Regions from separate parts of the Mus musculus genome. Here region 2 is linked to region 1. A link is a contact called in public Hi-C data. All regions are on one chromosome and are shown on one strand. Each heading gives the region's core, a stretch centred on a gene start, on an enhancer-like site or on the middle of the called end of the contact. The rest is flanking DNA. Distances are from core to core; before and after follow the strand shown. Region 1 has its middle 5.1 kb from the start of Gm35579. Region 2 holds the start of Foxa2 (forkhead box A2).

Region 1 (4,122 bases), core at 1,189-3,688:
CTGTGCCCATCCCTTCCCATTACTGGTGCAGCCGCTAAGCCAGCTCCCTCTCCCTTTGTTTGGTATTCAAAGCACAAGAATAGTGGCCATGAATATCAGCGAAGAAAGAGCGAGGGGATTTTGGGTGGAATATCTTAACCCCAGGAGTGTGGCCCACGCCGGGTGGTCAGACTGTTTGTTTAGTAGGATGGGCTGGGGATTGGAAGCCAGGGACTAAAAGGCTCTCACGGCCTTGATGTAAGGGATTGGAAATATTTCACATTTGGTTATAAGCACCAGGAAATGATTATTTTCCTTGAATATCTTGTCTGTTTGGTCAAGTGGGGTTAGGAAGCAAGATATACAAAGCAGAAAGCAGATCACTTTTCTGCTTGGCTTAAGAGATCTGAAGTAGCTTGGGACTGTGGCACTGTACCCTGCTTTCTACTGTCACCATTGGAAGGGGCTGCTCTCTTAGAGCGTACAAGCTGCTCACCTAGACAGGAAGATGGGTGGATGAGTGAATAGGTGGATTCATACATGGATAACTGAACTGTTAGCTAATAGCCACCTAGATGAATAAGTAGATTATAGCCAACTGACAGACAAAATAGACAACGGAAAAATATAAAAAAAATCATTTAACTATTTATTTTAAAATCTTGTTTACAGGAATACCATATCCGAATTACACGTGTAAATCTCACCTTGGGTAAAAACATATGTTATTCTTAAACAAGATTTAGCTGAGAGACCTGTCTGGTGGCACACTTCCTGGAAATTTCTAATGCATAGAGGGTGGGTGTGAAATTTACTCTGAAAGTGCATGAAGGAATTTAACAATTTAAGACGTTCAGTACCAGTCCCTTAGGCTGCCCCCTGTCTCTCTAGAGGTTTCCAGCAGAAGGGCTCCTGCAAGCTCCCTTCCGGCCAGCATCCATCCCCCAAGTTTAGCCAGAGCAGCAGGCGCAGCTAGGATGAAAAGGTGCCTAAGCAGGGCTTGGCCCACTAAATGTACCTGAGAGAGATGGCGGTGACCCTACCACTGGAAGGCTTTCACTGCACCAAGCCTCCGGCAGTTCACTCAGGTCACCTTCACGCTGTGAGAACAAAGTCGACTGAGCCAGGGTCTCAGCTGCTAGTTCACTGTGTAAACACAGCTCAGACAGCCGCCGGGCTGGTCACATTAGGGTCCCGAGGCTCTCCATTGTTAGGTTATGGATGTGGCTGTAGACTCGCTCGCTTCCAACTGTGCACTAGCTTCTCATCTCATCAACTCTTTCCTATTCCTTAAGAGGTCTCCTAAAGACCCTCTTACAAGACACATCTTGGCCTATCTTACTTTATTTTCCCCAGGCTATCACTCCTACCACTTCCTAGTAATAGGGTCAGCTGCAACGGAAGGTATCTCACGGTGGCCTGGTGATCCCTAGTGGGATATTTTCCTATCCATTCCCAATACAGGGATTTTCTTAAAGTCAGGTATGGGTGAAGCTGGACAAGGTTTCCTCTCCCTGCAGTCGCTCTATTTGTCACCAGTCTTAGCACTGACTCCTGCCAGCCGCTGTTCCCCGAGGCTCTGGTTAATAGAAACTTGGAATGCAGGTTCACACTCCTGCTCTTAGGTGTTCAAGGGTGCTCATTGGAAGGACCCAGACCATCAATCACTGTCCCGAGCTACTTGAAAAATGGTGTGATGGACTGGCCAGCAAAGCCCCTCACTGGGCACCATGCTCGCTGCAATTCAATTAGTCATGGTCAGAGGGAGGCATTATTATTCATACATCACCGATTGTTCCCAAAGTAAACAGAGCCAGGATGAGGTCTCTGATCCTCCCACTGCCTTTAGGCAGGCACAAAAGAAAAAAAGTCCGGAGACAGCAGGGAAGGACATTGTTCTGAATTCTGGTCTTCTTTGCAAGCTTCCCTTAGATCTTGTGGATTTCTTTCTTTTCTTCTTTTTCTCCCTTTCTCTCTCTTTTTTTCTTCCCTCTACAGCCTTACAGATAAGTTCGCTTTGTGTGCATATGCAGACCCAGTTGGATCATTTTATTCTTTTATTGGCATCAATGACAGATCTTCCCACCCGAGGCAGCACACTCCCTCCTCTTTATAATGGATATTGCTTCACAAAAACCAGGAAGTAGATGGTTTTCAACAGTGTGAACGATCCTGTCCGAATATAACAGACCAATAACTTCCCAATTAGCAATAAATAATCCTGCAGAAATAAAGGTGACATTTGTGTTTTGTAAAGTGCTAACCAAATTAGCCATGGCCTGGCCAACCCCCATCTGTTTATCAGTTTAGCCCAGTGCAAGTGAACCCAAGATAAATGCCAGTTTCCCTTGGATAAATTTTACAGCCATGCCGAAACTGCCAAAGCACACAGGAGAAGTCAAAGCAAATCTGTGTTCTCATTGACAGAAAAGTCAATTCTGAGGCCAGACTTAGGCAAGAGCCTGCAGTCCCCCAACCCCTCCTAACTCTAGTTTTGTATGTTTATAATAGGGCTGTTTTCTCTGGTAGGGGAACGAGCCAATTTAGGGAGCTGAAAGTTCAATTGAACAAGCTCTCCTTGAGACAAGGCTGGCTGGAGCCAGTCAGCAGGAGGAGGCAGGAAAGCAGACCCACCTTCCAGCTCTGCTTTGCCTGAGTGGCACCAGGGCTAAATATCCCATGATAATCTCAGGCATCTGGACACAAGGAGCTTGCTCCTACTTTTTTCTGTGAGGCCCTTTGATGGTCACTGCATTCTGAGACTCAGTCCAGGTGGGCTCATCGGACCCAATGTCCTGGTGCACAGACACCTCTATCCCCAAGTCCTCAGGCCCATCAACCACTGCAGGGACACTTGTCTGTAAATAAGAATCAACATAAGCCTTTCACAAAACATACTTCCAGCTTGACCCCAGAAACTGTCCCACCCCAATCTCCAGGAGGAAAAGTCCTTGTTATTTGCAGTTGAACAACAAATCACTGCCCTGTGCCTAGACCCCTCCTTGCAGAGAACAGACTGTAGGAAAGGGTTCTCAATTTCTGAAAGTGTAACTTTACCTGCAGACCATCTTCACTGACAGTCCACTTCACCCAAGCCCATTCCCTTTCTGCAGAGCATCCAATGACCAATGGATGTGTGAGCAAATATGTCCACTATCCTGGCCCTCCATATGAGCATTCTGATGCTGCATTCCATTTCAGAACATGGTATAGGATCCACGGTAGCTTCCTTGCATAGCTGTAATGTCCTAGTAGGAGTGAAGATATTCTAGAATACTAGTGTCCTTCCTGTAACTATCAGGCTAGTGAAACAATTGATCCCACGGATTTGGAATTTTTTCAGGAGTCTATGTGGAGTTGAAGGTGGGTAAAGAGAAAGAAGCAATTCAAGTCAGAGGTTAAACTGGAATCCTAGGAACAGATTTTACACAGTCACACCACCCTACAAGGAAGGCATGAGAGACAAGGATGGCTCAGTGATAGACAGTACCACACCTTGGTCAGGGCTGAATGCTTATGCATACTTCTTGCCTTCTGTTTAAATATGAACCTCATGAGGGTGCCCAGAAGATAAACTTTGGGGCCACTCAACCTCTCTATTTCTTCCACTTCAACCTCTCTATTTCTTCCATACACCCAGTATGGCTGTATTGAATAAATTACTTTACACTGTTGCTTATAGATTTAATTGATGTATGGAGGACCAGTGGCCAAACCTAGCTCGTTATAGTGCCCAGAACCCAGGCTTTGGCAGTAAAAGTTCAAGTAATACAGGTATCCCTAAGCCTCTGCATGACCCATTTCTTACAAGTTAAATGCCATCCAAGAAGGAGAACTATCCTAGTACATGTGATAACATCTGAATACCGACACTAACTAATTTATAAAGAAGAAAACGGATGTTGCTGGTGAAGGTCTTCTGCTGCAGTACTACATAACAGCACACGAGGAGACCAAGCAAGCAATGCTAACTTGGGGCCTCTACAATGCCACTAACATCATCTTGAGGGCCCCACTCTCATGGCCTTATTTAACCCCAATTACCAGCAAACTATTCTTCATAAGTTTGGCAGCTTCAGGCACTCAGTTACAGCAACAGAAAACAAACTAAAGCTAAGATCCCAAGTTAGAAATGACCAGCTG
Region 2 (4,122 bases), core at 454-2,953, 140 kb before region 1:
CTGGATTTGGGCCAACTATTTCCTATTTTCTCCATCTCCTAGAGAGAAGAGTTTGGGACTGTATCCCTACATCCTAGTCACATTTTCAGAACCAAGAAAGACTGTCCACATAAAAACGCCGGCAAGACCCTCCACTCCAAAATCTAGGCTTACCTTAGTCTCGGTCTTGGTAGCTAACAATATAAATGACATACTCTGTTGTTTTCATGTTTGTTTTGTTTGGGGAGACAAGGTTTCTCTCTGTAGCCCGGATGTCTTGAAACTCACTCTATAGACTAGGTCAGCCTAGACTTCTCTGAGATCCTCCTGCCTCTGCCTCAAAGGCAGAAGACAACACTTCAAATGACACTTTTTAACACCTAGAAGCTAAAGAGAAAAGAAACTGAAATTTTCAATTTTTATAAGACAGTCCTGGTCTCTGCAGGCAGAGAACACAGATCCTCCTGAAGTCATCCCACAAGGCCCATTATTGATTTTTTTTCTCCTGCCCTACCCCCACCTACTGCCCTGTTTGTTTTAGTTACGAAATGCTTTGGGCACCTTGGATTTAACTGAAAAGTAACCTTGAAACACCGAGGCCCTCATGCCAGAGGCAAATCGCTGCCTCCCGGGTATTGGCTGCAGCTAAACGGGTCTCTCCAGGCCGACTGAGGTGGGTAGCCAGAAAGAGGACTGAGGTAACTGACGACCAGGGCGGCCAGACCACGCGAGTCCTACGCGCCTCCTGAGGCCGCCCCGGGACTTAACTGTAACGGGGAGGGGCCTCCGGAGCAGCGGCCAGCGAGTTAAAGGTGTGTACACAGTTTTTCTAAATAGGACAGCGCTTTGCAAATTGGCTGTCACCTGCTTGTTGTTTTGACAGGGAATGTGCACTAAAAGGGAGGAAACCCGAGATAAATAAATCTGGCTTGCCTCGCTTTGCAGGCCACCAAGGCGGTACGCGCCTTCGGATTGACGAACCCCGTGCTTGGGGCGATGAGGAGGGGCGGGGCGGGAGCAGGAGACCTGAGTTTCTCCAAGGGTGGCTTGATCCCAGGTCTCTGGGTCCACGGAAGACTCCCCGTGGACGTAAAGGAAGGGACTCCACCAGGGCGCCAGCACGCCTGCTTGCAGGTCGGGGTCTTGGGAGTGCCAGGGACAGCAGGAGATGGGCTAGCTCGGGGCGCCCAGCGGCAGGTGCGGAACGCTAGCCCTGGCTTCCTCTCACCTAAGTGTGAGCTGATTATTCAAATGGGCTGCCCGGGGTCTGGGGATTGGAGGCCAGCGCCAGCGCACCGCGCTATATCACCAGCCGCTCACGTCATTGCGGCACTTGTCCGCTGCGCGGTCCACACCTCCTCCTCCTCCTCCTCCCCCTCCTCTCGCTCTCCCCCCGCCCGCCCCCACGCCGCTAGCTTCCCGCCGCCTCCCGGCAGCTCGACACTGCCAGCCTCAGCCTGCACCGGCAGCCCCGGGAGCGCGGCGACAGAGTGCACGCCCGACGGCGAGTCTCGGGTTCCGGCCTCCAGGGTTCTTCGGCCCCCTCCTCCGCCAGCCACCTTCCCGCCCACTCCCAGCTACTTCCCGCCGCAGGCCGCGGGAGAGAGAGAGGAAGTGGAGTCCAGAGAGGGAGAGAGGGGGAGCGCGAGAGAGGGCGGGAGGGAGGGGACGGTACCATTGCTGACTTTTTTTTTTAAGAGGGTGGGGGTGGGGGCTGATTGCTGGTCGTTTGTTGTGGCTGTTAAATTTTAAACCGCCATGCACTCGGCTTCCAGTATGCTGGGAGCCGTGAAGATGGAAGGGCACGAGCCATCCGACTGGAGCAGCTACTACGCGGAGCCCGAGGTAAGCTCTTGCCCTGGCCAGGGAGAAGTGGGGTGACAGCTATCTCCGCGTCCCCAGCCTCCGCACGCTCCCTTCACCGGTACCCGCCCCCCCACCTCTAGCCTTCCTGGACAGCCGCCTTTTCCGCCCTCCTTCTACTCAAATGGGTCTCTTTTTTATACGACACACTGTTAGCCTTGAGATAATATTAACTTTGTGATCAAATATTGACTTGCGGCGCCTCCAAATCCTCTTCGTGGCCGAGCCACGCACTATCCTAACAGAGTTATGTTTGGCAGCGCGCGGCTGGGGAGGGGTGGGAGGTCGGCTGGCGAGGGGGTGGGGAGCTGGGGAAGAGAAGGTGGGTAGGAGTTGGGGACAGAGGTACAGGCAAAGAATCAAAGACCAGTGGACAAAGAGAAAAAAAGTTTGTCGCTACGAAGCCGGGACACTAACAGTTCCTAGCCGAGTTGGCGGTCCCTTCCTTATTCCTCCACGCGATGCCTCCAGCTGCTCCCGGACTCTGTGCAGGCACTGCGCTTCACTCCCCTATGACTAAGGAGTGGGGTCCCGGTACGAAACCCCAGAATAGAGGACACTGAGATGATTTTCGCTTGAGACTGCCCCAGTGAGGTTCCAAAGGTGGCTTTTGACTACCTGGGATAGCAACGGAGATTTCCGGCCTCGGTGCTGACTCAGTGTGCTGGCCAGCTGATTTGAGGAGCCCCTAGGGAGAGTAAAATACATTTGGGGCGCCTGAGTTGGCGGTGGTCCAGGTCACTGAAGTTCTAGAATCTGGGCGAGGCTGAGCCTCAGGTCCCGCTGGCCCTAGGGCGATCTCTTTTCCGGCTCTCTTTGGGGCCCAGAGGACTTGGTGTTGGTGCACTGGGATCCAGGGAAAGCAAGAGATTCCAGAGGCTTGCACGAATTGCGGGGGACTGGGTCCAACTGGTGGGTGGGTGGGAAGATCGGGCGAGCTCAGCCTAGGTGCTAACCTGTCTCCTCCCCGGGCTCTGTCCGCAGGGCTACTCTTCCGTGAGCAACATGAACGCCGGCCTGGGGATGAATGGCATGAACACATACATGAGCATGTCCGCGGCTGCCATGGGCGGCGGTTCCGGCAACATGAGCGCGGGCTCCATGAACATGTCATCCTATGTGGGCGCTGGAATGAGCCCGTCGCTAGCTGGCATGTCCCCGGGCGCCGGCGCCATGGCGGGCATGAGCGGCTCAGCCGGGGCGGCCGGCGTGGCGGGCATGGGACCTCACCTGAGTCCGAGTCTGAGCCCGCTCGGGGGACAGGCGGCCGGGGCCATGGGTGGCCTTGCCCCCTACGCCAACATGAACTCGATGAGCCCCATGTACGGGCAGGCCGGCCTGAGCCGCGCTCGGGACCCCAAGACATACCGACGCAGCTACACACACGCCAAACCTCCCTACTCGTACATCTCGCTCATCACCATGGCCATCCAGCAGAGCCCCAACAAGATGCTGACGCTGAGCGAGATCTATCAGTGGATCATGGACCTCTTCCCTTTCTACCGGCAGAACCAGCAGCGCTGGCAGAACTCCATCCGCCACTCTCTCTCCTTCAACGACTGCTTTCTCAAGGTGCCCCGCTCGCCAGACAAGCCTGGCAAGGGCTCCTTCTGGACCCTGCACCCAGACTCGGGCAACATGTTCGAGAACGGCTGCTACCTGCGCCGCCAGAAGCGCTTCAAGTGTGAGAAGCAACTGGCACTGAAGGAAGCCGCGGGTGCGGCCAGTAGCGGAGGCAAGAAGACCGCTCCTGGGTCCCAGGCCTCTCAGGCTCAGCTCGGGGAGGCCGCGGGCTCGGCCTCCGAGACTCCGGCGGGCACCGAGTCCCCCCATTCCAGCGCTTCTCCGTGTCAGGAGCACAAGCGAGGTGGCCTAAGCGAGCTAAAGGGAGCACCTGCCTCTGCGCTGAGTCCTCCCGAGCCGGCGCCCTCGCCTGGGCAGCAGCAGCAGGCTGCAGCCCACCTGCTGGGCCCACCTCACCACCCAGGCCTGCCACCAGAGGCCCACCTGAAGCCCGAGCACCATTACGCCTTCAACCACCCCTTCTCTATCAACAACCTCATGTCGTCCGAGCAGCAACATCACCACAGCCACCACCACCATCAGCCCCACAAAATGGACCTCAAGGCCTACGAACAGGTCATGCACTACCCAGGGGGCTATGGTTCCCCCATGCCAGGCAGCTTGGCCATGGGCCCAGTCACGAACAAAGCGGGCCTGGATGCCTCGCCCCTGGCTGCAGACACTTCCTACTACCAAGGAGTGTACTCCAGGCCTATT

What was found. Hi-C and Micro-C count contacts between places; a contact is called where the count stands out from the background.
Region 2: a contact with region 1 is called in a Hi-C map of liver, with 2.5 times the contacts expected there. The contact joins the promoter of Foxa2 here to the enhancer-like site in region 1. A contact is called at or near these places in 6 of 39 promoter capture datasets (the 3T3-L1 cell line, embryonic stem cells, liver and 1 more), 1 of 15 datasets of contacts at CTCF or cohesin (the NIH/3T3 cell line), 9 of 484 Hi-C or Micro-C datasets (the MNK3 cell line, embryonic fibroblasts, embryonic stem cells and 2 more), 9 of 115 datasets of contacts at active chromatin or transcription factors (embryonic midbrain, embryonic stem cells, liver and 3 more) and 4 of 9 other capture datasets (adipose tissue, embryonic stem cells, liver and 1 more).

The regions. Positions count from the first base shown.
Region 1 is chr2:147,903,552-147,907,673 of GRCm38.p6, reverse strand. No RefSeq gene overlaps it. Among named protein-coding and RNA genes, the nearest start is that of Gm35579, 5.1 kb to the right of the region's middle. Within about 2 kb of position 2,438, at least 27 of the 459 cell types and tissues checked have an H3K27ac peak or open chromatin away from gene starts, as enhancers often do. A contact at or near this core is called in liver, where this site is marked.
Region 2 is chr2:148,043,529-148,047,650 of GRCm38.p6, reverse strand. Foxa2 (forkhead box A2) reads left to right here and starts at 1,703. Exons shown (of 2, transcript NM_001291065.1): 1 at 1,703-1,824; 2 at 2,827-4,122. The coding sequence starts at 1,738.